Regions from separate parts of the Mus musculus genome. Here region 2 is linked to region 1. Evidence: chromatin contacts called from public promoter capture Hi-C data. All regions are on one chromosome and are shown on one strand. Each heading gives the region's core, a stretch centred on a gene start, on an enhancer-like site or on the middle of the called end of the contact. The rest is flanking DNA. Distances are from core to core; before and after follow the strand shown. Region 1 holds the start of Clock (circadian locomotor output cycles kaput). Region 2 holds the start of Polr2b (polymerase (RNA) II (DNA directed) polypeptide B).

The links. Capture Hi-C pulls out chosen DNA fragments and counts their contacts.
Region 2: a promoter capture Hi-C map of adipose tissue shows a contact between it and region 1, with 2.1 times the contacts expected there. The contact joins the promoter of Polr2b here to the promoter of Clock in region 1. A contact is called at or near these places in 1 of 484 Hi-C or Micro-C datasets (muscle stem cells) and 1 of 9 other capture datasets (adipose tissue).

Annotation. Positions count from the first base shown.
Region 1 is chr5:76,301,508-76,306,288 of GRCm38.p6, reverse strand. It overlaps Clock (circadian locomotor output cycles kaput), which reads left to right and starts at 1,497. Exons shown (of 23, transcript NM_001289826.1): 1 at 1,497-1,634; 2 at 2,787-2,865. Gm7467 (predicted gene 7467) reads right to left here and starts at 1,413. Exons shown (of 1, transcript NR_152171.1): 1 at 762-1,413.
Region 2 is chr5:77,307,566-77,311,904 of GRCm38.p6, reverse strand. It overlaps Polr2b (polymerase (RNA) II (DNA directed) polypeptide B), which reads right to left and starts at 1,421. Exons shown (of 25, transcript NM_153798.2): 1 at 1,275-1,421. The coding sequence starts at 1,293. Noa1 (nitric oxide associated 1) reads left to right here and starts at 1,819. Exons shown (of 7, transcript NM_019836.3): 1 at 1,819-2,998; 2 at 4,188-4,339. The coding sequence starts at 1,849.

The DNA of each region.
Region 1 (4,781 bases), core at 248-2,747:
TGAATAAAGCCAAAACATTTGACCCAGGGAAAGCATTCAAATTCATTTGGCTGCAACCTATTTACCAGCCTCAGTACCCTTACCTCCTGCCCCTTTTTTACTACCAGTGATCAAGACACTAACTTGTAGATGGCAGAAAAGCTCTTATTGGTTTTAAGCAATAAAACAAACACATTCACGAGTTTATTGATTACTTTAACTGAACTTTCCAAAGGAATCTAGCCCACATCGATTTCAGCGCTCATGCATCTAGGCTATATCACCATGTTTTAATCTGTTTTCTGGTTTTTCCCTTCGTGGTGCCTGCTCTTTCATTAGTCACACAAGAAAAGATTATTTTCTTTCAGTATCAGGTTCACTGGGAAACAATCTTCTTGGCAGTAATTGCCAGCCTGAGACAGAGAACCCAAGGTTTCCTCCTCCACAGTGTCCTGCCTGGACCACAAGGACAGAGTGGAGAATGGGTGGGTTCAAAGGACGTGAACCTAAGCGAGCAGCAGATGGATTAGGACAGCAGAAACTGTGCCTTTCGATGGCGAAACGGTACAAAGACTGCCAAGGAAAGATTCTCCTGGCAGGGTTCTGGCTACGTAGCCAGGAATTTGAGGATTCTCCTCCTAGTTCACATTGCTGGGGGGGGGGGGGGGGGATCGCAGCTAATTCCTAGTTTTGAAGTTGGTTTTTTTTTTTTTTCTTTCCTGAATATACACCAAGAACTTAATTCTTATTGAGACAAACATTACCTTGTAGACAGGATTTTTGGAGCTAAAGAGTATAGGTTTATTTATTGCCTTCTGTTTGCTGTACGAGTTGATTTTTAAAAGAAATTGCTATGAATTAGCTTCTTTCCCAGTAATTCGGGTGCAGTAGCTAAGAAACCAGTGTAAACTAGGGTCCTGGTTCATCCGTAGCGCCATGCTCATCTTTTGCAGTGCCTCCTGCCTTTTCATAAAAGGAGCAAACACATCCCGACCTTTTGCTTCCCTGGCTACAGCCGAGGTCACTTGGGTCGTCCAGGTCCATCTCGGGGAGCAGCCAGCCTAGCGTGTCTCTAGGAGCCGGGAAACCGAGTCCCAGGCATCCCACGAACCTCCAGGAGAGGAAACCGAGCACTGGGCTGGAGAAGTCTAACTTGGCGTAGGCCAAGCTCTCTGCTTTCCCGGGGACAGAGGCACCATTCCAGGCGGCGGCTCCCACTGGTTGGGAGCGCCGCATCCCGGGGAACCGCGAGCCGCCCAGGGCGCTGCGGGCGGCCGCACCCTCCGCTAGGCCCCGCCTCCCGGCCTGCGAAGGGAAGGGGGCCTCGGGGCATCCCGGCTTCCCTCGGCGGCCGTGGAACGAGCTCACGCCGGCCTGCAAGAGTGGGATTTCCTCGGGTGCCCGGGATCCCCAGGCGCGGCTTCGGGGCTGCCTAACGGGGAAAGTCGCATGCGCGCCCGGCGCGCTGAGGGAAGGCGGCCGCGAGGGGAGGGGCGAGTGCAGAGCCTGGCCGGCCGCGGAGCCCCGCGCCCACGACGCATGCGCCGGGAGGCAGCGCAATCACGGACTCGGCTGGCGGCTACCGGCTGGAGAGAGGAAACCCCGGACGGCGAGAGCGCGAAGGAAATCTGGCCGCCGCCGCGCACGCGCTCCCGGTGAGTGCGCCCCACCGGGTGGGCCTCGGCCCGGCGCGCGGCGGGCGGCTGGCCTGGGTGGCGCATGCGTGCTCCCGGGTTCCGTGGAGGAGGGGAAGGCCGGGAGGGGGAGGAGCGCGGCGGTAGCGGTGAATTTTGAGGGGTGGGTCGGGGGCGCGCACTCGCCGCCCCTGGTGCTGCCGGCTCCCGGAGCCGTGGCGTGTCCCGGCTGTCGCCGCTCGGCTGTCGCGAGCCGCCGCGGGCAGAGTCCCGGGCGGGGGAGGGAGGAAGCCGGAGCCTCAGGCACGGTGAGGACGCGGGAGGGCGCGGGGGGCAGTGTGTGGGACCGGGGCAGGGAACAGGGCGCGGGGCGCCAAGGGGGTGCGGGCCAGGCCGGGAGGCAGGAGCTGCGGCCGGGGTCCGGGGACGCGGAGAGCGCGGAGCTCTGGAGAGTCGCGCTCAGCCGGGCCTGCGCCAAGTGTCCCGGGGCCGCTGGGGGTTACCTGCAGGGCAGGGGGGCGCGGTGGGTCCCGCGGGCCCCGGGGGTTCCGGGGCCGCGTCGCGCTTGAGACTGGGCGCGGGGTTAGCGCGGGGCAGGCCGAGTCGGCCGCCGAGAGCGCTCGCGCCCGGGACCCGCTAGGCCTTGTGACCCACTTTATTCCTGTCACCACTCGGGCACGTTTGGAGCGGCGCCCAATGGGGCGCTGGGGCGGCCAGCTCCTCCGCGGAGCCCCCGCCCTCGCGGCGGCCGGCGCGCGCCGGGATCCGCAGTCCGAGCGGCGGCCGCCGCCGCCCAGGGCTGGTTCCGTTAATGGTCCTGGTTCCGGGGCTCGGGCCGCGGGCTGCTCTGGGCCCCGGGTGTCCGACTCGAGTCGCGTGCGCCGCGCCGGGCCGCGCTCTGCCTGTGGGGCTGGCCGTCCTGGATGTGGTCCTGGCTGTCCCGGTACCGGGAGTAGCGCCACGAAGTTTGTATCTTTGTGGGGTGTTTTCTGCCGCTGTGGAAGTCCGAGGTAGTCAGCAGAATCCTGAAAGATGAAGGAAGAGCTTTGGCCTCTGACCTGACAGATGACAGATCAGGCCGTGGTGTTTTGATATTGCAATGCCGAACCACACACTGCATGAAGCCTTTCTAGATGCTTTAAAAACAACAGACTCTGGTGTTTTCTATTGCAGTGAAAGAAAAGCACAAGAAGAAACTTTTACAGGCGTTGTTGATTGGACTAGGGCAACGATTCCCAAAATCACCAGCAAGGTAATTTCCCTTGATTGCATTGTTGTAGTTTTAAAAGCGACTAGAGAAAATTACAGACCATCCCCATTCATATCTGATTGAAAAAAAATGAATAGGCTGTAACTTAATTCGTGACTGTCTCTGAGTCCCACAGAACACTTGAAATCTGGTTTGTTTTAAAATCTTAGGAGAAAGAAACATGTGCCTAGGTTAGCTTGAAGAACTGGCAGGATCACCTGTGAAAAAAAGGACACAAAAAATTGTCATATAGTGAAAGAAAGCTGAATTGTGTCCTGTTGTATGTGTAACTATATATAATCTATATGTCCATATTTGTGCGTGTGTGTGTGTGTGTGTGTGTATATATATATATGTGTGTGTGTGTGTGTGTGTGTGTACACATATAGACTACATATAGCCTGTGTTGCTCGTCAATATGAGGAAGTCCTAGAATAAATACTAGAAAACCAATAGTTATGGGAAAGGGTGGAAAATGAAATGCTTTATGTGCTTATAGTCTTATTCTTTTAATGTTTTATGGATTTATAAACAGGTTTTATAGGGAATTTTGATCATTCTCTATTTTTTTCTCTTAATATTTGAAAAGTAAACTGGAGAAAGTTTAGGTGAACTTGATTGTTGTTTACATTTTACGATGCTGAAATCACAGGCAAATTCAAAACTTGCTAACCCTTGATGACTGCATTTGGCGTTAAAGTTGGAATGCGCTTCTTTGGTAGTATAGTGCCTCCTTTTTATATTTTTAAAAACTATAGTTTTATAGTTTTTTTTTCCTTTCGTCGATCCCTACCTCAATGTTTACATTCTGTTTACAATAATAATAAACCAGTTTATTTAGCTGAGTGACTTTTCTTGTGGGAAGCTATTATTTTCTTCAAGGAAGTCAGACATGAACCCCAGTGAAATATAAATATATGTATGTGTATTTGAGTGTGTGTGTGTGTGTGTCAGAGTGTCTGTGAGTATATATGTGTGAGTATATATGTGTGAGTATGTACATGTGTTGTGTATGTGATTATTTCTTAAGGAAAACAGAATTCAGAATTAAATGCAAGAAACCTAACCATTTGTGATAACAGATTGTGTAAACATATATTAATGATGTGTCTAGTTCTGCTGGCAGGCGTAATTTTGACAGCAAGGTTAAGGTTGAAAGGGTGTTGTGTGAGAGTGGATGCAATTTTAGGGAGGGAATACTCAAAAACTCCCTCTAGTGACAATAATATTCCATGGGGACTAGTTGCATGGGCACCAGTATTTTTTTATTTGGTAGGCCAGGATGTTTGTGCTGTTTCTGTTTGAGGCAGATATATGACAGTCACTCTAGTGCAAAGTGGCATTTAGTTTTCACTTGAATATCATGTATGTAGCTCTTTTCTAATCTTTTAACGTATGAATCCTGTAAGTGAAGGCTGTCTTCTGTTTTTGTTGTTAAGATAGAATCTCTTAGTGTAGTAACCCAGGCTGTTATGGAAATTACTGTGTAGTCTAGACTGGCCTTGAACTCATGATAATCCTCCTGCCTCAGCTTCCTGAGGACTAGAATCACAGGTATTTGCCACAACACTGGATATACATTTCTATCTATTTCTACCTCATGTCTTTCTTCAGAAATAACTGTTATCAATTGGATGACTAGCTTTCTGTATCTATTTCTGTGAATTTATGAATATATCTGCTTTAGCCTTAATTGATTTTTTTTTTTATGGTAAGGTTTTTGGAGGAGGGTATTGTGTTGGGAAGTCTTATTAGTATGTAGTCAGACTGGCCCATGGTGGAAGTATTGCTCAGCCGTTTGAGTGCTAGGGTTATGCTTAGCCAGTTACTGGGTTCCTGAATGATTGTTCTGTCTGTTTGCCTGCACTGTAAATCACACCCCACCCCACCCCCCAGGGTAGAAAGGACTTGGAGTATGT
Region 2 (4,339 bases), core at 172-2,671, 1.0 Mb before region 1:
AAAGAGAGTCAACTCATGCCCACCATGCCCTGTACAGCTTTCCAAATAGTATGACCTTCCCCCACCCCCTCCATGCCTAAGACTGACTGCAGAGCATGGCCCACACTAGGCAGTACGAGCACCAGGCTACATCTCCAGTCCAGTAAGAAAGCTTCGTTTGAGCATCACGCTCCTGTTAAAAGTATCTGAAGAGTGAAATATGCTCTACAGAAATATATAGTCTGAGGGCCATGAACCTGAATTCAAACTCCAGGACCTCTATGGTACACCCCATGAGTGCGCCCACATTCATACATATGCACAAAATAAATAAATGTCATATGGTTTTAAAGCTCCTAAATTTCCTTCAAGTAAGAATAACTTTAAAAAGAATATAACGATTCTAATAGATTCTAATGAGGTATGAATGGGTCTGAGACATTGAAGCAATTTTAAAAGTTAAAGCGTTTGCTTCTATTGTTTCCATGAGAAAAGGGGGAGGGAGGGGAATGCATAGGACAGCCACAAAGTTGGGAGCTGGAATAAAATGATTTTTGATCAGAGAAAAGGGAGCTTAAAAAAAACACACACACAACATGAAAATAAAATGGGTAGGACTAAGAAGTGTTCATACAAAAAGTAAAAAGCCATTTTGTCCTCGTGAAAATGGAAAACATACCATCCTAGAACTGTCATCTCGTGGGAAGTGACCGCTTAAGGCCATCTTTTAAGGCAGTTTACTTAAACTGAAGACAGTGTGAAGGAATGTCAACCCAGAACCCGTTCTTTGTCCCTAATACGTCCAGAGTTTAACAATGTCTAACACAAGGACGTGGTCAAAAATTGAGCTTCCTGGGCCTAGAAATATGGCTCAGAAGCAGAGTATGTGCAGACAGGCCCTGGGTTCAATTCCCTGTGCCGTTTAATAATAATAATAATAATAATAATAATAATAATAGCTATTCAATAAGTCGACTGAAATGATAAATGAAATCAATCAACATCAAACAACTAAATGTTAGTTAATAAGCTACGCTATGTCGATTCTGGAAGGTGGTTACAGATTTAACGGGAGGCCGTGTAGGGAGCAATCAAGCCGACCCAGGAACGTGAACCCCGAGCCTGCACCGCTAGCAAAGCCCACTTCGTTCCCGGGCTAAATCGTAGGAACCAGGCTGCCGGGAGCCCGCGCGCCACGGACGGGATGCGGCGGCTGGCGCTGATCCCTGCTGCAGGTCCCCCGCCGTCCCGCCTAAGGGGCTATAGCGTGAAGCGTGCCTCAAGCGGTCACTTACCCTCGTCGGCGTCATACATCTTGGCCAAAGGTTTCTGGAGCTCTTACTCGGAATCGCAAAGCTGGAGACGGGAAGCGCGGCGGCAAACTCAAGAGTGCGATACCAAGCAATGTCCGTCTCCGACGTTCCCAGAATCCTCGGCGTCTCAGCGAGGGGGCGGGGTGTGAGGCTTGCGCCTGCGCAGACGACTGGCAAAGGGTCTGGCTGGACTTGAACTACGCATGCGCGAGTGATGACTAGCTGGCTGCCGCTGAGGACAGACGGCTCCTTAGCCAGAAGTTAGGTTACGCTAATGAAAGTTTCTTGCTGCGTGTTTTGATTTGTTTGAAGATTTATGAAAGAAATGGCTCCGCGTGTGGACTGAGCACTGGAGAACCTTCTGCTCACCCAGCTCTATCGAGTCCGTGCCTTTGCACGTCTGCCTGAACTCTCGAGTTTCAGAGCTGTCATCGCGAGAGTGCGAGAATCGGCCGCACTGTTGGACAGTTCCCTCTCGTCTAGTCGCTGGGGGAGGAACTTCTCGGACGCGAGCGCGCGTGCGCGCGCGAGGCCCCGCCCTCCTCGCGCTGTCCACATGCTGCCCGCGCGCCTGGCTTGCGGGCTGCTCTGCGGGCTCCGGCGGGGCCCCGCGCCGGCCGCTGCGTGCTACGGCCCAGCACGGTGGCTTCTGGAGGGGAAGTGTGAGGTCCCCATCCGCCAGCGTGCATCATCCTTGGGCCGTCGGGTTCCCCCGAGCTCCACGGCGACCGAGGACTATGCAGAAGGCCCGGACACGGAGGAACGCTTTCTGTTCCCGGAGTACGTCCCGGAGCGGACCCCGGAGGAACAAGTGCGGGAGTTGCAGGAGCTGCGGGAGTTGCAGCAGCTGCAGCAGGAGAAGGAACGAGAGAGATTGCAGCAGCGGGAGGAGCGGCTTCAGCAGAAGCTGCGGGCGGGCTTCCGGACGCTGCCTGTCCCGGAGTTTCCAGACGCCTCGGTGCCGCCCAGCGGCATCTACTGCTCGGGCTGCGGAGCCGAGCTGCACTGCCAGCATCCCGGCCTGCCGGGCTACCTGCCGGAGGAGAAGTTCCGCGACGCTGCCCAGGCGGAAGGCGGCCCGGCGCGGACCGTGTGCCAACGCTGCTGGCTGCTGGTGCACCACGGACGAGCCCTGCGCCTGCAGGTAAGCCGCGATCAGTACCTGGAGCTTGTGAGCGCAGCGCTGCGGCGTCCCGGGCCGGCTCTGGTGCTCTATATGGTGAATCTTCTAGACCTGCCGGACGCCCTGCTGCCCGACCTGCCCAAGCTGGTGGGCCCCAAGCAACTCATCGTGCTGGGGAACAAAGTGGACCTGCTGCCCCAGGACGCTCCCGGCTACTTGAAGCGGCTGCGGAAGCGGCTGTGGGACGATTGCATCCGCGCCGGGCTCGTGGTGGCTCCTGGTCATCAAGGACCACAGTACCCTGCCGGGGATGAGCCACTGGAGGAGATAAAGAATCAGAATCCGTCCTCCAGGTCCCGCACGGTAGTCAAGGACGTGCGACTGATCAGCGCCAAGACGGGCTATGGAGTTGAAGAAATGATCTCTGCTCTTCAGCGCTCCTGGCGCTACCGTGGTGATGTCTACCTGGTGGGCACCACTAATGCTGGCAAGTCCACTCTCTTTAACACACTCCTGGAGTCTGATTACTGCACCGCCAAGGGCTCCGAAGCCATCGACCGGGCCACCATCTCCCCCTGGCCAGGTGAGGCCCCATTGCTGAGAAATTAGATTTGACCCAGGCACCTAGTACATATCCTTAAATGTCCACCTTGAGCTGCCTGGAGCCGTCCCTTTAAAATGTCTTTCCTCTCTTTGGACATACCTCTTGTGACAGGTTAGTGTTTGGAAGTTCGATGCATGTTTGGTTTTCTAATAGAGATGTTTCTAGAGGGACTGGGGCTAAAGTGCTTGCCTAGCATGCACGAAACCTGAGTTAGTCTACCGCATCCAAAAGGATGTGCGGTGGCAAACTCCTGTATCCCCAGCATTAGGGAGGTGGAGGCAGGAGGAGATCAAAGCCATTCTCAGCTACATCGTTGGAGGCTACCATGGGATCCATAAACAAAATAAACTTTTCTTTTTACTCTAAGACCCCTTACCCCCCAATCTTACTCTTCATTCACCCCCTGAATTGACTTATTCTTGGACTGTAACACATATAAAAGAGCTGATACAGTATGGTGTGGGGAGATATCTCAAGAAGAAAGGACAGTTTTCTGAGAAACTAACAGCTTGGCATGGTGACACTGTTATCAGGGCTCTAGGGAGGCAGAGCCTGAGGCTGCCATGCAAGAGCCTGTCTCAAGGAAAAAGCTGAGGAAGGAGGAGGGGAAACATGCATACTTGGAGAGCTATAGTCTTAGGAATTAGGTTGTGTTCCCTTGAAACCAGAGTTTAACTCCGTTAGCTACCCTTTGGCACTGAGTATTTAAAGCTGTCTATGTACCTTGGGTGTACTACAGCAGTGCACAGTCATGACGTCTTTGGGAGTCAACCCTCTCACTGGGATTGCCTAAGACCATCAGAAAGCACAGTTATTTACAACTTATAACAATAGCAAAATTACAGTTATGAAGTAGCAACGAAGGATAATTTTGTGATTGGGGGTTATCACAACATGAGGAACCATGTTATCTAAATGGTCACAGCATTAGAAAAGTTGAGCACCACTGATATAGACGATAAGTAGGAAAGCAGGGGTAAAATGGACTTGCAAATTTTGTATCTAAATTCTCAGCCTACGAACCAGTCACCAGGCCTGTTTTCTCATTTGTAAAGGGTATGGAATAATTACATAGCAGTTGTCATGAAGATTAAAGGAAATAAATCAGAAATGTTTGGGTTTCTTCTCTCACATTCTTTTTGAAAAACATACTCTTTTGGTATTTCAGGCACCACATTAAACCTCCTGAAGTTTCCTATTTGCAACCCGACTCCTTACAGAATGTTCAAAAGACAAAGAAGGCTTCAAGAAGATGCGACCAAAGCTGAGGAAGATCTTAGTGAGGAAGAACAAAGTCAGCTCAATCAACTGAAAAAGCAC